Linked DNA regions of Sminthopsis crassicaudata: region 2 is linked to region 1. A link is a contact called in public Hi-C data. All regions are on one chromosome and are shown on one strand. The core of a region is the stretch at or near the end of the contact, and the rest is flanking DNA. Distances in the headings are between cores, read along the strand shown.

Region 1 (4,163 bases), core at 1,018-3,517:
CTGTCCTCAGCTGCCCAAGGTGGCTACCCTTTGCAGCCCACGAGCCAAAGAAAAGAGAAAGAATGGAGAGGGGGATCAACCCCAGCAAGCTGTTTAGGAGGAAAGTGGCCAAGCGTTTCTGAATGGGAAGGGCCCCCCTCCCCTTCCCTGAAGCCAACTTCGGTCAAAGCTTCGCTTGTGCCTGGGCAGAGGTGGGATGCCAGGCAGGGGAAGGGGGCAGTGTAAGCAGAAAAGGTTGCATGACTAATAATGGCCATCCCTTAGCAGAGTGCCTGACACACAGTGAGAGCTTAATAAATAAATGTGAGCTTGCCTCTCTAAGTGATTGCTCCCAAAGACATCACAGCCCAGCTATCACTGATGCCATTTTGTCAAGAGGGTAATTGGGACTCCAAGATATTGTGTCACTTCCAAGGTGATACCTGATAGCTGGGATTCCAATGTCCGGGAGGCCATTTCCTTCTATTCTCTCTCTCTCTCTCTCTCTCTCTCTCTCTCTCTCTCTCTCTCTCTCTCTCTCTCTCTCTCTCTCTCTCTCTCTCTCTTTCTCTCTCTCTCTCTTTTTCTGTCTCTGTCTCTGTCTCTCTGTCTGTCTCTGTCTCTCTGTCTCTGTCTCTGTCTCTCTCTGTCTCTGTCTCTCTCTGTCTCTCTCTTTCTCTGTCTCTCTCTGTCTCTCTGTCTCTCTCTCTTTCTGTCTCTGTCTCTGTCTGTCTCTCTGTCTCTGTCTCTCTGTCTCTGTCCCTGTCTCTGTCTCTCTCTGTCTCTCTCTTTCTCTGTCTCTCTCTGTCTCTCTGTCTCTGTCTCTTTCTGTCTCTTTCTGTCTCTGCCTCTGTCTCTCTGTCTCTGTCTCTGTCTCTGTCTCTCTCTCTCTCTCTCTCTCTCTCTGTCTCTCTCTCTGTCTCTCTCTCTCTCTTTCTGTCTCTGTCTCTGTCTGTCTCTCTGTCTCTGTCTCTGTCTCTCTCTGTCTCTGTCTCTCTTTCTGTCTCTGTCTCTCTCTCTCTCTCTCTCTCTCTCTCTCTCTCTCTCTCTCTCTCTCTCTCTCTCTCTCTCTCTCTCTCTCCTCTCTCTCTCTGTCTCATCCTCTCTTGTCTCCTCTCCTCTCCTTAATTTTAAGGAGTTCTCTCTAATTAACTGAGTTCCTAAGGGGGACTTTCTAAAATCCAATTGCCAGATGAAGTAGCAGAGTGTCGGTAATCGGAGGCTCCTCGGGACCTTTGGTGTCCAGATGGATGACTGACCACTCTTTGGGTTTATGTTCCTGTGGTTTGGGTTTTGGGTTTATGGATTCCCAGCCAAATGCCTGGGAAGAGAAAGGCCCTTGCCCAAGATGTCCCTGTCCTTTCCTCCCTGTCTAAGCCCTTTCCAGCCACATCTCCATCCCACCTGGGCCCTGCCAGCTTTCCTTTGTTGTGGTCCACCAGGGGAGTGGTAGAGGAAGGTACGGGGTGCTGGGGGGGAGGCAGGGCCGAGGAGACGGCAGCCATCCTTCTCTCTCTGGATTTGAGCTCCCCAGTTTGCCCTCTGGACAATCTCAGACATCCAACCTTCCCATAAGCTTCTCTTCTCTCGGCAGGCAGACTGTTTGTTACCCACAACTGGGCCTCCAGGAGCCAGCCAGTCAGCAAGTCTTTCCGTTTCTCCTTTTCTTCTTCCCTCCTTCCTTCCCTCCTTTGTTCTCTCCCTTTCCTCCCCCCTTTCTCCCTCCCTTCTTATTTCTTTTCCTCCTTCTCTCCTTCTTTATCTCCTCTCCTCCTTGTCTTCCTCTCCCTGCTTCCCCTTTCCCCTCTTCCGTTGCTCTCCCTCCTTCCTTTCTAGCCTCCTCCCCCCACACCGCCCATCCCCACTGCAACGGCCTGTGTGGGAGGGCCGGCTGGGGGCGGAGCCCAAAGGACTGGGGGGGGGGGGAAGAGAAGGCCAGTCCCCGCGCGTGGGGGGGTGCGGGCGGTACGTGTGTGTGTGTGTGAAAAAGTCGCCAGTGGATTTGGGTGTGGACTGACCCCCTGAGATTTGACCCTGGTATGAAATGCTCTAGCTATAGTTGCAGAAACCTCATCAATGGGCAGATAAGGAGCCCTATAAAAGGCGTGAACACCTGCAGCCGCTCGGTTCTCTTCTTCCTCCGCATCCCAGCGCCTTGGTTCCTTCTGTCCGCCCGTCGGGAAGAACCGGCCGCGTGCCTGGGGTGCCCGCGCGGGTCGTGCCCAGCGCTCCGTGTGCCACAGCGGCGGCTTGGAGAGCCCCGGCCCGAGCTCCCGCCGGCTGCGCCATGGCCCTGCTGCTGACTCCTCTGCTCACCGTGGTTGCGCTCTGGATGGCCCCGACGGTGCGCGCCCGGCCGCTGGTGGACGCCGGCCCGCACGTCTACTACGGCTGGGGGGACCCCATCCGTGCGCGGCACCTCTACACCGCCAACCGGCACGGGCCGGCCAGCTTCTTCCTGCGGATCCACCGCGACGGCCGCGTGGACGGCAGCCGGAGTCAGAGCGCGCTGAGTAAGTTGCTGAGCCCGAGTGTGGGTGAGTGTGCGCGCGCGCGCGTGGGAGAGAGAGAACGCGTGTACGTGAATTTCTCTGCACACGCTTGGCTGTGCTTGCTAGCCCTTCCTGGGAACTCCAGACCCTCCCTCCCTCCCTCCTCCCTCCAGACGAAAGCCCCCGGGGCGCCGGTCCAGGCTCTCCAGCAGACCGCAGGGCTCTCTGCCCCGATCCTCCGGGCCCAGCGGCGGGCGCTCCTCCGTCCTGCTCCCGGGATAGCCTTGGCTTCTGGCGGGTGGCGCCGCATCCGTCCCCGCCACTCCCCTCACACGCTTCCATCAGCAGCCTGGGTTGAGGCCGCGCGGTCTCCCCGCCTGTGGGCTGCGTTCGGACGCCCCGTCGGGGCGCTCTCCCCTACTCCTCCCCCCCTCCCCCTGCTCACCTGTCTCCTTTTTGCTCAGGTTTGTTGGAGATCAAGGCGGTAGCGCGTCAGATCGTGGCGATCAAGGGCGTCCGCAGCTCTCGGTACCTGTGCATGGGAGACTCCGGGAGGCTCCAGGGATCGGTAAATCAAATCCCCAGAAAGACCCTCGTGGGCTTGGGTAACTGGCTCCCCGGGCTCTCCAATGGCGGGGCTGGGGCTATCGGCTCCTCTCTCTCTGTGTGACCCTGGGCTCCAAACTACTAGAGGGCTGCGAGCCTCAGTTTCCTCACCTGCAAAATTGTGATACTGACTCCCTGGAGACTCTGGGAAGCGCTAAAGAGATTAGGGATGTCAAGTTCTCGGCGGGCTTTGGAGCTGCGCTAGGGAAGGAATTTGGCTTCTTTGTGTTAAGCAGCCGGGAGCCAGGCCCTGCCGGAGGTGTGGAAGAGGCTGGGGAGCCCGGGGGTCCCAGACTGCAGCTTGGGAGGCTGGCGGCTCCGGTTCCAGCCCTAGTCGGGGGAGGGGATTGCTGGATGCTATTTGCAAGAAAAAGGTCTCAGACGCTCCTTCCAGGGGTTCTGATAAACTACCGCCCCGAGATCTGAGAACCAGGAGCTAGTGTTACTTTGGCTTGGAGCTTCAGCTCCCAATCAGGGCCGAAAAACCAGGAAAGCCCCGAGCCGGGGGCTTTGTGCGGGAGCTGTGGCTTCTGCACCGGAAGCGAGATTGTGATTGTCCCTGCGGCGTGCTGCCAGAAACGAGCCCTTCAAATAATCCTAAAACGGATGCTTTAATTGCCCGCAAGAGCCCCTGATAGTCCCCGAAAGTCCTTTCCTGTGACTTTAAGTCTCCTTGGTTTCTCTAAGCATCCCAGGAAATCCCACTGGAGAACCTTGGGGGTCGAGGTTGGAGCCGGGTTTGCTGCATTTTTAATAAAATCGTAAATTTAAAAGCCCCAGCAGCTCCGAGCCACTTCCCAGCTGCACGGTTTTCTAGCCATTCTCCCTTTCTGAGCCTCGATTTCTTTAGAAAATGGGGGTGATAATAGCAGCGAGGGATGGGGGAGCTGGAGCTGTCCATCATCTGGTAAGCCCCAGGCTCTGTGCTCAGATCTGCAGGAAACCAAACATTCCCTGCCCCCTTCAGGTTCGGGAAAGTGACTACTGATAATTGGGGGGGGGGGGAGCTCCAGACTTGTTTCTTAGCTCTCCAAATTTCGGTTTCCTCTGGAAGAAAATGGGCTGAGGGTGTAGGAGAGAAAAGCA
Region 2 (4,163 bases), core at 928-3,427, 440 kb before region 1:
GTTTATGGGTTTAATATATATATTTATATATTATATATATATATATAATATTTAATATAATATTGGTTTAATATAAGAATAATAGGTTTATGGGACCACTCTGTATTCTATTAATTAAGACAAAATCAGAAACATCTTCAGTTTTATTTTGGAGAAAATGATTTTGATGCAAACGATTCCCAGCAGTGGTCCTCAAACTTTTTAAATAGGGGGCCAGTTCCCTGTCCCTCAGACTGTGGGAGGGCCAGACTGTAGTAAAAACAAAAGCTCACACTCTGTCTCCGTCCCTCAGCCCATTTGCCATAACCCAGCGGGCTGCAAAAACGTCCTCAGCAGCCGCATGTGGCCCGTGGGCTGTAGTTTGAGAACCTCTGCTGGAGGAAAGTAATTAATGAAATCCATTACTTAAATGTTACCTAAATGGGAAAAGTTACTTTTATTTGGCTTTATTATTTAGTTAGAATTACCACTTGGGTACTGAAGGGCAAACATATTTTATTATAAACAGTTTAATTGATATGTATGGTTTTGAAATTAGTCAATGTATTTACACATCCCATCCCAGAATCTTTGTTACAACTCAATTCATTTCAAATTAATTCATTTTTATATTCAAGCTCACTTCTTATAAACAAAATGTTTGTTGATATTCCTTAGCAGAATCTTATTCTCAGCTAAAAGTAAATAACTAGATTTTGGTTTTGGTGGAAAGTTAGTAATAAGATGGGATGATTATAAATACAAAACTCAAGAATTGGTTCAGAATTTCCCGATTCTTCAGTTTGCTTTAGAATTTCCTAAATATATCAACATGACAGTTTGCTAGCCCACATCACAAGGCAAACATAGGTGTTAAACTGGACTTTCTTCCCTCTCTGGAACCTGAATCTGAGATGAAGAATGAACCAGAGGAGCACCAGAAGTTAAATGATGGCAGAGTCTTGGCCAATTTAAAAGGCATCTGTTAGTATGAGCCTAATAATCCTATTGCAGCTCTCAAGTTTACAACTGCAAAGTCTCATTCTACTAGTCGGGGGCTCGCAATTTATGTTTTAGGTTCCTCCTTCAGCCTGTTTTGGGCAATATCCAACTATCTGATGGAGATGAGGAGAGGAGCAGAAGGAAGTATGGACAAATGAACATTCTCTGGTCTAGAAATTTCCTATCTGATGTTCTCATTAGAGCGATAAGGTTTAAATAGCTCTCAGCACTCCAGCTGGTTACTCACACAACAAACTTGAATTGTATTAAGATTTATTCCGAGGGGCGGCTAGGGGGCGCAGTGGAGAGAGCACCAGCCCTGAAGTCAGGAGGACCCGAGTTCCAATCTGGCCTCAGACATTGAGCACGTCCTGGCTGTGTGACCCTGGGCCAGTCACTTAACCCCAATTGCCTCAGCAGAGAAAAAAAATCTATCAACCGAAGGAATATCTGCCCTGGAGAAGCGAATCCCCTAAAAAGCTGCCAGAAAAGCCGCCCACAGTCCAAGCCCCGAGACAGGACCCCCTGCCGGGAGCAGGTTTGGAGCCTTCCCTTTTTCCTCTTGCAGGGACTGTCCCAGACCCTCCCAACCTCAGGCTCCCGTCAATGGCTCTAGAATCTCTCTCCTCTCCCCACTCTATCCCATGACTCAGTGGGTGATTCTGGGGGTCAGAGGCTGGGACGCCAGGAAAGGGTTAATCCCCAAAGTTCCTAGCGCTCCCTTCGGATCCCTAACGGATCCTAGAATTTCAGCGATGTCTTCTAAGAGACTTGCCGGGATGGCTCATTCCTCAACTCCCGGCTTGGATTTCCTTCAGATCGGCCCGGGACTGGCTGGGATTTCCTTCCCAGGGATCAGTGCTGGTTGGCTGATTGCTTGCCCCCAGACTTTGCCCCTTTCTTGTCCCTTTGCTCTCACTTTGGGGTCCTGTCGAGCCTCTTGGGTGCTTTCCTCCCCCCCCCCCCACTGGTCTGGACTTTCCCAGAAGCCCTCCCCCCTCAGCCCGGGCAGCAGACAGCCCCACTCACCCACCTGGTGCCCACCAATGCCAACTCCGCAGGGCCACGTGGGTGGAGAGGTCCAGGGGGAGGCAAAATCGGGAAGGCCGGGCCCCCCAGTCGGAAAGCAGGCCTTCCTCCGAAGAAGGGCCCCGACTTCCTGGTTCCTGCGGGTGACCTGGGCCGGGCCAGACTTGGGGATTTCCTGCTGGGTTCTGGGGCGGAGACTGGGCTGGGGCAGCCCCGACCGGGCCACCAGAGGGCACTCCAAGACCACGTCTGCAGCCCGTCCCTCCAAGGGCCTCTGCCTCCTCTCGGGCCAAGGAGCTCCGAGCCCTGCCCGGCTGTCAGGTGAAGGGAGAAACCCCAGCGGCAACTACCGGATTGAGAATGGGGCAGGGGGAGAATGGGGCAGGGGAGAATGGGGCAGGGGGAGAAAATGGGGGAGGGGAGAGTGGGGCAGGGGGAGAGTGGGGCAGGGGAGAGTGGGGCAGGGGGAGAGTGGGGCAGGGGTGGGAATGGGGCAGGGGGAGAATGGGGGAGGGGGGAGAATGGGGCAGGGGAGAATGGGGCAGGGGAGAATGGGGCAGGGGAGAATGGGGCAGGGGGAGAATGGGGCAGGGGGAGAGTGGGGCAGGGGTGGGAATGGGGCAGGGGGAGAATGGGGGAGGGGGAGAATGGGGCAGGGGGGAGAATGGGGCAGGGGGAGAATGGGGCAGGGGGAGAATGGGGGAGGGGAGAATGGGGCAGGGGGAGAATGGGGCAGGGGGAGAATGGGGGAGGGGGAGAATGGGGCAGGGGAGAATGGGGCAGGGGGAGAATGGGGGGAGGCGGGGTGTCCGGAGGATGTGGCGCCCTCCATACGTCAGAGAAGTGAGGAGGGTGAGAGGGAGCGCTGGCTTCTGTGCTGGTGAGCCCGGGATGCCCGCTGGACTTCGGCCCAGGCCCAAACCATGAGACCGAGGAGGGGCAGGAGGCGTGAGCATCATCTCCGTGAGACTGAACGTGGTCCCCTCCATGTGGGGTGGGTCAGAGGGCAAGAGGAGAGGCCCAGCCCGGGAGGCCCCTGGGGGAGAGCCAGCCAGGGAGATCAAGAAGGAGCAGTCAGAGAGGGAGGGGGAGCCGGAAAAGCAGCCCCGTCCCCAGCGTCCGTGGGTCCTTCTAGCCGTGGGCCCCTCGGGATGGCGGCGCCTGCTTCGGCCCTTCTCCGAGTCATTGAGAAAACCGCGCCTGGCGCCACGTCGGGCCGGGCACTCGGCTGGAGACCTCCGTGCTGGAGCTCGGCCACCGAGCTGTTCCCCAGGGCCCCGGCTGTCTTATTCTCTCTCCCACATCTCGGGGCTTTTCTAACAGCCGAGACACGGCTAAAACCCGGGCAGACTATGCGCAGCACCGCAGAGGTTTATCGCTTTAGGGTCTCTGGCCAGAAAGGAAACGCCCGCTCCCTGAATGACGGACGGACGGCCGGCGTGACTGGTTTCTGAAGCTCTCCTGCTGCCTTTCCTGGAAGTTCCCCACCACCCGTCTCCTCAGGGACGCCCTGGAGATGGGCTCCGGGCACCAGAGCCCCATTCACCCGCGTTCACTTCCGCTTTGGCTCCGGCGTTCTAGGGCCCGGCCCTCTGTCAGTGGCTGCCCCCCCCCCAAACTCTGGCTAATGAGGAACAGTTTAAAACCAGGCCATTTGGAGCCTGGCTCTGAGGAAGACTCCATAGATGCAGGGAGGGGATTCATCTCGCCGCCTCTGGAATCTGGCCTGGGCTGGGGACACGGGACACTGACCCTGGAGAAAGACAGGCTGGCCCGGAGCTCTGCAGGCAGTTACAGTGGTCAGTGCTGAGCCTGGAAGTCAGGAAGGCCTCACATCTCACTCATGACCCTGGGCACCTTTGTTTGCCTCAGTTTCCCGCTCTGTAAAATGGGGATAATAGCACCCACCTCAGCAGGATTGATGTGGGGATCGTATAAGATAATATCTGCTACTAACAAAGTGTTTAGTACACAGTTGGAGCTACATAGGTGTTTATTCCCTTCCCTACCCACAATGCTTTTTTGTTGGGGTACCCTTAGAGGGGTCCCTTCAGGACCAACAGGGTGCCAGATGCTGGGAATACAAAGAGAGACGTGAACTGCTTCCTCTCAGGAGTTTGCCCCCTGCTGGATGAGAAAGAGCAGCCCAGAGA

The links. Hi-C and Micro-C count contacts between places; a contact is called where the count stands out from the background.
Region 2: a contact with region 1 is called in a Hi-C map of hippocampus, with 5 times the contacts expected there. The contact joins the promoter of FADD here to the promoter of FGF19 in region 1. A contact is called at or near these places in 2 of 2 Hi-C or Micro-C datasets (fibroblasts and hippocampus).

What each region holds. Positions count from the first base shown.
Region 1 is chr6:253,863,694-253,867,856 of ASM4859323v1, reverse strand. It overlaps FGF19 (fibroblast growth factor 19), which reads left to right and starts at 2,267. Exons shown (of 3, transcript XM_074275992.1): 1 at 2,267-2,492; 2 at 2,936-3,039. The coding sequence starts at 2,267.
Region 2 is chr6:254,299,895-254,304,057 of ASM4859323v1, reverse strand. It overlaps FADD (Fas associated via death domain), which reads right to left and starts at 2,177. Exons shown (of 3, transcript XM_074276645.1): 1 at 2,011-2,177.